2 separate regions of the Rattus norvegicus genome follow, and region 1 is linked to region 2. Evidence: chromatin contacts called from public Hi-C data. All regions are on one chromosome and are shown on one strand. The core of a region is the stretch at or near the end of the contact, and the rest is flanking DNA. Distances in the headings are between cores, read along the strand shown. Region 1 overlaps Exoc2 (exocyst complex component 2). Region 2 has its middle 240 kb from the start of Exoc2.

The links. A called contact is a pair of places that touch in the nucleus more often than the background predicts.
Region 1: a Hi-C map of the A7r5 cell line shows a contact between it and region 2, with 6 times the contacts expected there. The contact joins two enhancer-like sites. A contact is called at or near these places in 3 of 12 Hi-C or Micro-C datasets (the A7r5 cell line, frontal cortex and prefrontal cortex).

Annotation. Positions count from the first base shown.
Region 1 is chr17:33,803,357-33,810,282 of GRCr8, forward strand. All of the region lies in intron 12 of Exoc2 (exocyst complex component 2), which reads left to right. The region is part of intron 2 of LOC120097838 (a long non-coding RNA gene); the gene reads right to left. Among named protein-coding and RNA genes, the nearest start is that of Mir6319-1, 11 kb to the left of the region's middle. Within about 2 kb of position 2,760, at least 11 of the 93 cell types and tissues checked have an H3K27ac peak or open chromatin away from gene starts, as enhancers often do.
Region 2 is chr17:33,472,810-33,479,953 of GRCr8, forward strand. No RefSeq gene overlaps it. Among named protein-coding and RNA genes, the nearest start is that of Exoc2, 240 kb to the right of the region's middle. Within about 2 kb of position 4,127, at least 7 of the 93 cell types and tissues checked have an H3K27ac peak or open chromatin away from gene starts, as enhancers often do.

The DNA of each region.
Region 1 (6,926 bases), core at 1,510-4,009, 330 kb after region 2:
TGAATTCAGGGCCTCAATCACCAAGCATGGTCACGAAGACACACACACATACACACACACACCAGATATGTCTGCACACACAATTTCTTATAAACCTAGCTTAGTTTAATCAGTTGTTAGCAAATAGCTAATCGTTCACCTGTTACTCCTTCCCCCTCATTCTATATTGTTTGAAGTAGACTACATAATTATGTATTTTTTAGAGGCAAGGGTGATTTAAAATTTTTAAATTGAAGTACCAATATTAGTACTTGAAATATCAGTAATTTATTTCTATTTGGGGGTGTCTTATTTGTTTGTTTCTTTTGAGACAGGATCTTTTTATGAAGCTGGCCTAGGCTGGCCTAGAACTTGCAGGTCCTCTAGTCTCAACTTCTGAATACTGGCATTGCAGACACATACTACCATGCCTGATGTTAATAACATTTATAACAAATGTTTGTTAATTTTCAAGTTCAATTTAACTTTATCCAGAGCCGTCCCTAGGTGTTCATGCTATCCCCTTTACACCTGATCTTAGCCAAAAGCCAGGAAGCATTGCTCCTATCTCCTTAGCTGGCTCTTTTGTAGATGAATTGGCAGATGTGCCTGGTGCACAAGCAGCGCTTGTTTCCTAACGCAGAAGAGCCAGGTACTCGGGAAAATACATTTGCTTTGACCTGTTTTGCAGCACGATGTTTTCATGTCAGCATTATATGTGTACATGCCATTGGATATGCTACCCCTTTCACATACACAGTGTCACAGGCAGTGTAATGGTGGTACAGGTCTGTGTGCAAGGGGGAATCTTTAGCTAAAACATGCCTTAAGTAGAAGTTTACAGGGAATAAACAGTTGTTCTTTCATGTAATCTATAGTTGTTGGTGAACTCGTAACAGATACTTAGAATTTTCTTAAGTCTGTGGAAGAATCGCCACTAAGTGTGTGGGTCCTCCGTCAGTCATACTTTCCTAATGCCATTTGTTGGATTTCTCTGGTGAGAAGGTGTCACAGGAACCACTGACAGATGTCCCTTGTCAGTACACACTGACGATGGGAAGAAGGAGTGTAGGAGTGTTGCACCATCCTGTTCTCTCCAGGCCTGTGACTGACAGCATACCCCTCCACTTGTCCCTGTGCTGCACTGTTGTACAAGTGCTCCACCCAACTGGGATTTCTCTGGCAGGAAGGCAAGCTAGCCCTGGGCTACTGAGGAAGATCTGTACTGAAACTTCCCAAGCTAGATGAGCCATGTCTACTTTCTGTGTTTTTTGATGCTCATTTTCTGTCATAGGTGGATTTTATTAGGGAACGGTTGCAGAGTTCTAATTAGTAATCAGTTGAATTGATACCCTCAGCTTAAGTATGTGATCTGAGTTGACACTGAAAAGATGAAGGTGACTGCTAGAAGGGCCCAGAAATTACGGTTGCATCTGAGCAGGATACTCGAGCTTTCCCTCTAGAGCGTCAGGACTTGGTTGGCAGGGTTAGAGAAGTCATTGCCATTGGCCTGCCCAGTACCTGTGGCTTGATTGGACCGACCCCTGTGTTCAGAGACAGACCGAGCCCCTGATTGCCTGTCAGGTACAAGCTTGATGATGTGATTGCAGCTCTGTTGAAGGCTGCTGCATATGAGAAGGTGACTGACCTTCCAGCTGTCAGGTGCTGTTTAGAGGTGATGTGTGTGTGCTCTAGAATGATGAGACCTGCATTGCATCTAGAACTCTGTTGTCAAGGTGACATGGTTCTCAGTGGGTATCCTCAGGACCCTTGTTTCACAACAAAAGCTGGCTGTCCTTTCAATCCATAAGCAGTGGATCTGAAGGCTTTCTATTCTAGTCACTGCACTTAGACTACTAACTTTGGAGAAGAGAAATGGATGCAGTTGTTTAAACCCAGACAAAACAGTGGCTAAGAACTGAGACAGCTAGTGAAATAAAACCCAGTTTAAATGGATAGACTATAAATATTAAAAGCAGGGAAATAATTCTTGGTGTCTTTTAAAAAAATTGGCCTTTATACATGACTGTGGTCTATACTGAGGATTGGTAGGACCTCCTTTGGACTTCAGTTGTTACAGTATTAGTGTACAGCCACCCTGGCAGATGCTGCTCATCAAATGAGTCAATGGGAAGGCTCACTACCTTCCTCAGAGAGCTGGCATTCCAGATTCCCTCCCTGTTCCCTGGATCCTGACCCTGAAACCTGATACGACGTTTGGGATTTTTTACATTAAGGAAAAGTGTCAGGAGATAAAACATGTTTTATGTTGGAAAAATATAAGTATTTTTAGTTTTTTCTAAATTTCATGATTTATGTACATTATAAGACCTGATTTTGAAAGTTTAAATACAGACTCAGGATTTGAGTACTGTGTTTTCTAGCCTGAGCTGAGTTTCTGGTGCCCTGAGTGCAAAGCACCTAGTACTCTGAACCATTACACAAGTCAAAGTTTTTCTACTGCCTAAGGATTGGTCTCTAGGAATTCCTATGAAATAGATCCAAAATTAGTGTACGTCTTGAGGTTTCCTGCCAGGAAAAGCCTTTGGTTAACCCCTGCTGGGATTCTCAAACAGAACTTTAAAAGGTGGCCTTCAAAGGTGTCTTCTTCTTTGTTCCTGAAGTGGCCTGAGTTTACCTCTCAGGCCAGCTGGCTGTCTGGTAAACTGGGGGAAAGGCCATCAGCTTGCTCTGACATCTTTGGATCTGTGCTCTAGGTAGGACTTCCAGAGGGACTTCCTAGAATCAGAGCTCAGTGAGGGGTGTTTAGAAGAGGAGCCAGAGCTTATGTAAGCAACGGGTTCTTAAAATAGACACTCAGCAGAAGGAAGGAACAGTCATCCATGGCTCAGGGTGTCTTTGAAGACTTGGAGGGGACAGGTCACTCCTGAATGGTCTTTTCTCAGTATTCACAGTGGCGCGTGGGCTGCAGGCAGTGAGCTGCTCAAAGAGGCTCATAGCTCCGCATGCTCAAACCCCTGGGTTTGATGCACTGTAAACCAACCAGCCAACAGAATAGACTTTAATGATTTCAAACGTGTAGTAGATTGTTAAACACCACTGTAAAACTAAAAATATTTGTTTGCCCAAGAGCCTTAAGATACACAAGGTTTGATTTTTCAGCTGGAGCTCATTCAGTGGTAGGGATCTACAGTTTGGTTACATTTTATACAGAAAAAGTAAGCTATGTTTCCATTGATATTTATCTAAACTATAGCATTTATCTTTATGTACACATTTTCTACATAAGCATTTTGAATAATAGGGTTACTAATACAATTTTGGTGTTTTCTTAACAGAAGAGTAGGGTAGTTTCCATGTATTAGAGTAAATTTCAGTCCCTATTAGGAAACTGTTGGCTTCATTGAATTTTCTTTAGAATTATAAAAAAATATATTTCCACAGTTAAGACAGTAGACATAGGTTATAGACATATTAATTTTTTTAAAAAAAAATGATAACTTTTTCTTTAAAGTTATAGTGTAGTTTGTACATTAGGAAGGGTTCATCATGGAGTTCATTTCCTGGAGATTGAAACACTGAGATTGAATGAGTGAATCTCAGTGTTTGCCGTAGCATACCCTGAATGATAACACTTAGAAGGAAAGAGATCTACATCTTTTTCCTGCAGCTAAGTCTCCTCTGTTATTGGGCTCATAACCCCTGAGCAGTGTGGCAGTGTCCAGTTGCAGACTCCTGGGAAGGAGTCCTCCACCTGGACTGTTGTCTTTTGTATGCTGTAATGACAGTGTTTTGAACTGGCTTTAGAAGAGGGAATCCGGCAGGATTGGGTACTGCCGTAAGTCTGGGAGCTCTATAGGGATGCGCAGGATACAGTGGATGCAGAAGAGGGAAGCATCGGAGAAGTGCTGAGCCCAAAGCAGTCTTCTCCCCGGGCGGGGGACGGCAAGAGTTTCCATTCTCTGTCGTGTGTGCGTGCGTGTGTGTACGTTCTGTTTTTCAGAAGCAGGAAGAACATCATGAGTTAGATTCAGAGTGCCCACATTAGAAATTGCTGCTGGTGTCTGAAAATGGCATGTGTATTTAACAGTTGTATTTGCCAGAATATAAATTGACAGTTTTTTTAAAACATGATTGATTGTAGATTTTAAAACATGTGTATAATGTGATGACTGTCTTAGTTTACCTTCCTGTTGCTGTGATAAAACATGCCCACAGCCGATTGCAATAGAGGGAGAGTTTCACTTCAGCTCATAAAGTGTAGTCCCATTACTGAGAAGCCAGACAGGAACTCAGCAGGACAGTGTCAGGACCCTTGGAGGCAAGAACTAAAGCAGAAGCCCTGGAGGAAGCGGTTTACTCTCTTGCTCAGCTTGGTTTCTTATACAAGCCAAGCCCCCCTGCCCAGGGGTGGCATCTCCCATATGTCAAGAAAATGTTCCACAGACTTCCTACAGGCCAGTGTGATGGAGGCGTTTTTGCAATTGAAGTTCTTCTCAGATAACTCTTGGACTTGTGTCAGGTTCACAAAAAGCTAACGAGCACAATGACAATTTTACCTTTCAAATAAAAATAAAGACCAATAGTTGGTACCAATAACTCAGACACTTTTTTTTAAAAAAGCAGTTAAGACTTTATGAATTCAGTTTGCCTTTTCAGTGGCATTTTGGGTCTGCACAGTAAAATAAGAACTGTTCTGTGTGCCGTATGGAGGAGCTGGGTCTTGTTCTCTCATTAAGTGATCAGTTCACCTTTCTGTTTTATACAGATAGATCACAAATGCTTTGTCAGAGAACCTCTTCTGTGCACACCCCCCCCCCCAACCGATTCTCTGTGGCTTACTGTACAGCTTGAATGTCCTTTCTAGTAGGAATTAAGGTTTAACCCTAAATGTCAGGTGTACTCAGTGCAGAACATTTACAAAGTAGTAGTAAAATGGTGACATTTGCAAGTATTTTTATTCTGTATTCTCTGATTTTATCATTCTTTGACTTGCATAATATAGACATATTTTCCTGAATGTCTTCTATTTATACCTGCTGTGAACTGTAAGACCTTAATAAAAACAGGGGCTACCCTTTTTGGTTAGTCTTACACCCACTTTATTACAAACTGTTTCACCGGCCAGTTGCTGTTCTAGAATCTTGAAAGTTCACGTCTTTAATTTTGTTTTCAAAATTCATTTCCTTTTCTTTTTTTTTTTTTTTTTTTTTTTTTTTTTGGTTCTTTTTTTCGGAGCTGGGGACCGAACCCAGGGCCTTGCGCTTCCTAGGCAAGCGCTCTATCACTGAGCTAAATCCCCAACCCCTCATTTCCTTTTCTAAGCTGTTGTTTTGATGTTGAAGTACACACCAAAAGTGTGGCCTAGAACCCAGTCGGGAAGCTCAAATGTGAGGAGGCAAACTGAGAGGTGACTGAGTCCTTGGGTTAGTTTGGATTAAATTATTCCCTTGAAATTGAGGAAATCACTCTGTTGGAGCTTCTAATATATAGAATCAGAAGATCAAAGAGCATTTTTATCTGTTGACACAGGTCTAATTCGTGAGGAATTTGTAATTCTGCCTTGATACACCCACCCCCACCCCAGCCTTGGCATTGAAATTCCTCTGTGTAGTGCTTGAAAGGAATCCTATCCTGCCTCTGCCTGGAGGCTCCTGGGCCTACATATTTGGTCAACAAGCAACAGTGGGTGGTCGGGCTGCAGCACAGGACAAGGGCCCGCTGTGCACAGGAAAGTGTGTTCAAAGGTGTTTAAGGGTGGCAAGGAAGTAGGCTGCCCTCCTAAGTCTGGGGCCGTGGATCAGTGTCCCCCTGACCCCCACCCCCACACCACCACTATTGTAGACTGTGAGAAACTTGCTACGGGAGGCATGAAAACACAGGGAAGGTGTTCCCCTGGCTGCACATCTGCAGGCTTTATGTATGAAGCCTGCTAAACAAAATTTAACAAATATTTGCATTTAAATTAGAAAATCCTTGCTTTTTAAAATGTGATACATGATAATCAAGATATATGACACAAGCTAAGATTTCCTTTCTTTTTTTATAGAATCTTCTAAAAGTCCTTATTGCTATTTGAAACTGAGCGTTTCGAGTTCACACATTAAGTTTGTGGGCTTCATAAGAGCCCTTTCTGAAACAATTAAAAGTTGAAGAGCTTTTATCTAGTAGAAATTCCATAGTTGGTAGCAAGTTAGAAGTAGGAAGTTAGAAATGTTTCAAATTCATAGCAAATGGTGACATTACTAGGACCGGTCTCCTTTAGGTCCTAGGAGCACACCTGCAACTTCTAAACCAAACTTCCAATTGGTTTTCTCTTAGTAAAACAAGACTTCTGTTCAGTGTTTATGTTATTTCAAAAATAATTTCCAGATTTGATCTTTGTTTTAATTTGTTCTGCATATTTCACATTAGAAGAAACTTAAAAAGAATGTTGCTTCTTGAGGTTATAGAAAATTTAGGGGCTGGGGATTTAGCTCAGTGGTAGAGCGCTTACCTAGGATACCTAGGAAGCGCAAGGCCCTGGGTTCGGTCCCCAGCTCCGAAAAAAAGAACCAAAAAAAAAAAAAAAAAAAAAAAAAAAAAAAAGAAAATTTAACTGGAAAAGTAAGACTTTGATTGTGTATGAGTTTCATGTTAAGCGTCTTACAAGGCCTTTCCTTCAGACATTGGGCAAACTTATAACTTGTTGCTAGTTTGGAAACTGAAGGGTGCAGCTGTATGTGAAGCTTTACTTCCGGAACTGTGTTGATATGGTTTCTGCTCCTGCATGGACCTCCTGAAGGAAACTTCCAGAGACCTCTCTGCATGGCAGTTATACAGCAGATAGCTTTCACAGATCCATAATGAAGGGGGGTTTAATCTTATGAGTCGTTCATTCATTCATTTGAGGCACAGTTTTAATTGTGTTCAATGTGAAATGACAAATAACAACTGCCAATCAAAAAGTATGCATTCCACTTTGTTCTACAAGGGTTTCACAGTTG
Region 2 (7,144 bases), core at 2,877-5,376:
CAAGGCATAGCAAGGCATGCCTAGACCTGTCCACTGAGCACTGCAATTTTCAGACCATCCTGGCTTTCCTTCTGCCAGAGGATATGTCTGCCTCTTCCTTCGTTAACTAACTTTAAATATCTTTCAAGAGTCAACTTGGGACTCGAGGGATGATGGCTCAGTTCTTAAGAGCACTTGCTGTTCTTCCAGAGGACTCGGGTTTAATTCTCAGCACACCCCCATGGAGGCCCAGAGCTGTCTGTAGTTCTATCTCCAGTGGATCTGATGCCCCATTCTGAACAGGCATGCACACACATGGTTCACAGACATGTATGAAGGCAAATCACCCAAACAACATTTTCTTTTTAAAGAACCAAGTCTTGTTTCTTCACAGATGTCCCCTGCCCTGCCTCTCCTGGGCCAGTTGTTCTTATCAGCTCTTAGGAGGTGTTCCTATTGCATCCCCTGGGTGGCTTTGTCACTTCCTCTTGATGAGGAGAAGAGCTATTGTCTGTTTCTTGATGTCTAACATTCTTGACTAATACACACAGAAACTCAATTTCGAATTTGACAAGTTACTTATGCCTTTAAAACTCCAAAACAATTATCACAACTATGACCTCAGGAGAGGGAGGGATGTGGAAATTTCAAATGAAGTCAGCTTCCACAGATACATGTTACTAAGAGATCCCAGGGTGTGGCCAGTCAACCAACAAGGTCTTCTATATCCAATCCAGGATGTTGTCATCTTAGGGGAATCCACAAATGTTATTCCTGCAAAGTCATCCAATTCCAAGGCACCAGTGCACACAAAACAGCAGCCTGAATATTTGAGCACCTTCAAGAACTTTTGCACCAAAGAATTAGTTTGTCTACCAATACTAAGGAATAACAGAGGTAAGAGAGCCTTGACATCTATTGAGCCCTCTTCCCAGTGTCTAATAGAGTGACAGATGGGCACCAAAGGAATAGACTTTTGTGTATTGTCCAAGTAGAAGGGGCTGAGGAGAGGAAGTCTAGTCTGTAGCTACCCCTATGTGCTAGCAATGACATCATTCAGTGCTTGGGTAGACATTCTGCCTTGAAATTTTAAATACCCAGATCCTACTCACCCACCTGTCATTGTGAATGCCTTTTTAATTTGTACTTAGAACTTTGTTCTTTCAAGAGTGCACTTGAAAGACAATGGCTTCAAGACAAGATTATCATGAAGTAGTATCTGTGGCCTCTATCTGTGGTTTATTGTCCAGACAGTGGAAGTTAAAGAGTAAAGAACAGAAGAAAGGCTTAGGATAGGTCAATGACAGACCTTTATCTCTCTTATCTAGCAGGTGCGAGACTTGTGTTTGAGTCTCAAGATCACAAGGAAGAGATGCAGGGCTAAAGGAAGGGAAGTAGAGAGGAAGGGGGTAAAAAGAAAGGGTGTTGGGAGAGGGGAAAGGGAAAAGGAGAAAGGGGAAGGAGGGAGGAAAATGAATGTTAAAGCTGCTGCTGCTTTAGGTCAAGGAATGAGGCCCCTTTCTGTGGGTACATACAATCAAGGAATTAAGAATCTATGAAGGACATCTATGTTTATAAAGCCCCAGCTCTGTTGAAGACCATGGATTGCTCACTACATAGAGGTAATGGGAACAAGGGGAGTAAGCAGTTTATTTCTTCAGTGAACACACATGTGTTGATTCATAACTAATTCTACTGGACAGTTCTATTACTAGGCAAATGCTATTGCAACCAGCAATGGAGACTCTGCCTTCGTTTAGAGTGACCTGTGTGATAAGAGTTGTTTCGGAGTCAAAGGCGCCATGGCTATTGATAAGTCAGGAAAAGGGCTTTGATTCATTCAGGAGATATAGATCCAGAGGCTGACAACGTTCCCATACTCCCATTTCCCCGAAGCTACTATGCAGCTTCCTGACTGTGTGGCTTCATTGTTGGAGGTTTCTAGAATGTGGCCTAGGAAAAGCACAGATGGAGTAGACCCTTAGGTCCAAGAGTGTCCCGATGCAAATGCAAGAAGCCAAACAAGTGCCAGAGGGAAGATTCTGATGAGGGGGTTCATAGCATTGAGCATCGGAACCAATATTCTGGCTTTGATATCTACATCCTAGTTATGAGGCTTCAGGTAACTCAGTTTGTTTTCCCAAACCTCATCTGTTTCCCAAGTATCTATATGCCCTTACTTAGGTAGCCAGATGTTCCCTCTAGCCCTAGAAGGAGCTTAAGTGGAGATCAGGGCTCAGGCCACTACTGTCAGTGAAACTCTGCAGTAACAGAGAACACAGTGATATCAAAACTCTCATGGAGAATAAGAAAACGTGCAGAAATCATCCCGGGTTTTTCCAGCACATTCATTGGCTAAAAAAATGAAAAGAAATAAATTAATCTTTCCTAATTAGAGTAAATATTTGAGTCATGATATATCCTCTGAGGCCTGAGTGAACAGAAGGGTCCCATGCACAGAATGAGTTTCCGAAGTTTCTGACTCACGCAAACATTACATGAGCTATTGAGCATACTTACTGGAGAATAAGTCTATGAAGTGAGAGCCAGTTAAAACTACCTTTTCCACAAGAAAAACTTGTAGTTAGCCCTAGAGTGGCCTGCACTTGGGTTCTACTTGGAAGCCCCAACTTGGTCCTTGCTTGCCTGCCTGTGGGGCATAAAGTTAGATGCTATCAAGTTGAATTATTATTTGTGGGTTCACATGTTTCCTCTCACTTCTGTTTCAACCCAGAGGATGCCTGTTCATATTTTTGTTCTCTGTATGTTCCAATCAAGTGTTCACGAAATGTTTTACAAATAAAATATCTAATAAAATAGCCAAGAGTCAAAATTTCACGACTTTAGTGAATTAAAGTGATGGGGTAGCTTACGACATAGAGGTGACAACACTACAGTGTGAAACACATTAAAAGTGAGAGTCTTAGAAGTCAGCCCGGTTCTGGCAAGACAGGCTCTGAGACAGTAGAACGTACTTCTTCCCTTTAGGTACCCAGTGAGGCTGTGTGATATCAGAGATAATTATGTCAGAGCAGTGTGGAAGAAAGGGAAAATAACAACTTGGCATACAGAAACCACCCTGGGTTTTTTTCCAACACATTCATCAGTAAAAATCACTTCCCGTTACTGGGCTGGAATAAGGTGATGAATCCACTCTTAAGTCACCCAGGTAGCCAGATGGTCTCTCTGTTCCTGGGGAGAAGCCAGAGGAGGGAGCAGCCACCAGAGCTCAAGCCGCTGCTGTCCTCTTGTGGCCTGCTGGATGCTGTGCTCTCAAATCCATTCAAGAAAGGAGAAGCCATCAGCCTACCTGCAGCTCTGAAAGCTACCATAGAAACGGGGTTTCTTTTCCAAAAGGGCTGAAAATGAAGAATATCTATGCATGGGACACTGCCCAGCAGGTATTTCTTGCCCAGACTGGGCATGAGTGGATGGAAACATCCATTCCTGAGAAGGAGGGAGGCTGCATCTTTGAGTGGAATTTCCCCACCTCTTAGTGCTGGTAGAACAGTGCTCTTCCACAGGACAGTATATACTGGTTTATTCACTGGGGAGTGATGGGCAAGCTGGAGCAAACGTGGACTAGAAACAAGCAGCTGAACAAGTCTAGATCCAAACTTCCCTCTGCTAAACTCAGAACTACAGAGCTGCTAACAGTCTACCCTGTCTGACCATGAGTCCCGTATTCTGAGTTTAATCAAAATGTACTCACATAATAAACAGCATCAAGTACCAATAATATACAGGTTGCCTCAGGGGCTCATCGTTTAGGACCACACTGCCCCCTTGGAGTTTAGGGTTTGTGTTGTCAAATATCAGAGTTGGGACCCATCTTTCAATATGAAATTCATTCATGCATCACAGCATGAGGTAACTTATATAACATTTTCAACGTGCCAGTGTCTGATTGTCATCTATCACTTGAGGTCAATACGGAATTTTCCATTTGTGGTATCTTAGTGCTGCTAATTTCTGATTTCAAAAACTCCAGTTGGGGAGTTTCTTGTAATGAGTGCTGAGCATAGAGCGTGTGAAATGTTCTGTGCCTTCTAATCCAGGGAGCAAGCTTACTTGCCTTTTTCTGGGTCTAACAGCAAAGTCTTTTGTGCCACAGAGAACTCAAGTCCCTGCCTGACTGGCAAGCAGCTCATGAAGGACAGACCCAACAGACACGCTGATGTTCTCCTGCCCCAAGAATCCCAGTTGAAGACTCCACAAGAACATGTAGAAAGTGGAATCAGCAGGAGAAATACACGAGATTTTCAAAGAACTATAACAGTGCCAACTATAGCTGGCACTGTCCAGAGGCCTGGACCCCACCCCTAGGGTGGCACAGGGAACTGCAGGTGCCACCAGCCCGCTGACCATCAGGGAGACACTCCCATGAATCTAAAGTTAGGGGACAATCTATTTGAAAGGCACCATTCAAAGGCAGCACTGTGTGATGTTCTGAAGGAAGTCACTGGGTACAGAAAAGGTGACTCACAGGCAGATCTGAGAGGCCTATGGGTTATTTTGTCTACACTGAGGGAAGGTTACAATAAGCTGATGTCATTGTGACGGGCATAGTCTGTTTCCCTCTGAAAGAATTCATTTCCAGCGGCGGGGGGTAAGTGTTAGATCTTTTGTTTACCTTGCAGTGGAATTCCCAGCCGTGCCCATGGAGTTCTGAATTGCCAACTTTTGTGAAGTAATCCAGAAGGGTAAAGAATTCTGTTTCCCTTACTGATACAAGAAGCCTTTCTTTATTAATTCATGAGAGGAAAAACAATTATCTTCCTATGAATTTTTTTTCTGGTTACTTTCAAATGAACCAGAAAGAGGGGATACTTGGATGCTCTCAACAATGGAAGCAAGTGGCTGGCCTCATTTTTCAGATACTCCACGAAAGGCAAGCATAGAACTCAAATGCCAGGCAACTTGTTCTGAAGAAGTGTGCTGATTTACCCAAGTTGTGTAGTAACTATACAGCAATCAGTGAGAGATAGATAGATAGATAGATAGATAGATAGATAGATAGATAGATAGATGGATGCTGACACACACAGTTGACTCATGGTGCATGTGTAGAGTCCTTATTGAAAAGCAGTAAGCATATAGCAGATGGGTATATGACTAAGAGGACTAAATATAATGCCATGATTTTTGATGGTAGAATTTCTGATCATTTTGATTCTGGATAAGTAGGAGTTGATAATGGAGAATAGATGATAGATAACTCATCAAATGTAGTTAATGTAATTGAGATGTTCTTGAATATAGAATGTAGTACAAATATATTCAATGTAGATCAGATTAAATATAGTCAACGTAATGTTGTGATAACAGTGAATTAGAAATAAAAAGAGCTAGGCATAGTCACACACCCCCATTAACTCCAGCATTTTAGGTAGCTGGGCAGCCAGAGTCAGAAAGTCCAATGTAGCCAGAGTACATAGCAAGAGCCGTGCCAAAACTCAAGCAAATATATAAAAATAAAAGATGTCTTAAAGTGCAGGAGCTTACGATGGGAAGAATCCTCCATCTTTCTTGGTGAGATTCCTCTGTTCTACCACAGCAGCACTGTACTGGTTGTTCCCATCCAGGATTTGTCAGAATCAACTCTGCCTTGCAGCTTTCTCATTGAGAAGCAATGAATTGGCCTGGAAACAATTATGAATTGTTTAGGCGATTCTGGGCAGGCGGATCTAAACAGAAACGCTCTTGTAAAGTGGACAGATGTAGGTTATTTCACTTACTGTCAGCTTCATCCCTTCACTGAGCAGACAAGGATATAATGGCTTGAATGCCGAACCCACCTTGTGACCATAACAAAAGAACATACACCTTACAGATAGGAGAGTGGGGACCGGGGGGACACACTTGACCTACGGTGCATATGTGGAGATCAGAGGACAACTTGGAGGGCTTGGTTTTCTCCTCTACCATGTGGGTTTGGGAGACTGAACTCAAGCAGCCAAGCTCAGCTGGGGGAAGGATCTCTTACGTTCTTCTACCCACACAGGGAGGAAAAGGAGGAGAGGAGGGAATGGAGAGGAGGAGGGAGAGGAGGAGAAAGAGGAGGAGAAAGCCTGTACACAAGCTCACAGAGGGCGGGAGAGACAGAGAGATAGAGAGACACAGAGAGATGGGGACAGAGCATATCATACATCCAGAGCTTTTGACATACACATACTTGAGAGTTTTTACTGTACTCATCGATATCCAGAGGACATTTTATGGCGAGAAGGATTTTGTTACATCTTTTATAGAGCATTAAAGATTTCTTTAAAATGTTCCTTCAGCGCTGTATATACTGGGCAAGAAATCCTTAATGTTCCTGAATTTGTTTCGGCCTCAATTTAAGATTGCCCCGTTAAATAAAGTGTCTTAAAAGCCGCATGCCTGTGTGTTTTGACTTAAAATTAAAAGAACTCTGTGATTCTTTTGATTTTGTTAATATTCCAAAAATAAATATTTGACTCATAAAGGTTAGGGGATTCGTTCCTGTTTACAGCTGTGCACATGTCTTGTGCCGGTGCCAGTTCTGTCAGCCACACAGCTGTCCCTCCAGTGGGCTGTGGCCAGCCAGCTGTGTGCCCTAGGTTGTTTGAAGACTGTTAAAAAGGGAGTTCGGACTTTCATGTGGACAGGTGTCCCGGCGTAAAGCAAAGTTGCCTTCTAAAGAATGTAATAAGAGGGATCCCGTGCTGGACTCCATAAAACACTTGAAATTGAATGCAGGTAATGAAACAAAGGGGTGCCTACAACTTGAACAATAGACTTTTTTTTCCCAATTTGCCTTTTGCCTTTTATGAGCAGGTACCTGATGTGGTTTGGCCCCACCCAGGGCATCCTCCTCCGCCACTCGGGTTTCTTCACCTCCCAGGAGGTTAGGCTTCCTCAGTCATGCAGGGCTTCTGCGGGACTGTCTTTGGCTCTCATCGCTCCTGTGTTGCTGGGCTTTCTTAGCTGCAGGGCTAAGACACAGGGAATGCTCGCCTGCTTCAGCCAGCACCCTGGCTAGACGAGGCTGTGTGCTACAAATATGCTGGTGCCATTCGGTTAGGAGGCTACGCTGCTGTGGCTTGCAATTCCTTTCCACAAATCATGAGCCACCTGGCCAGCAGCATTTGAAAAGAAATTGAACATGGATGTATAAAAATTTAGCCAACAGGATTTTAGC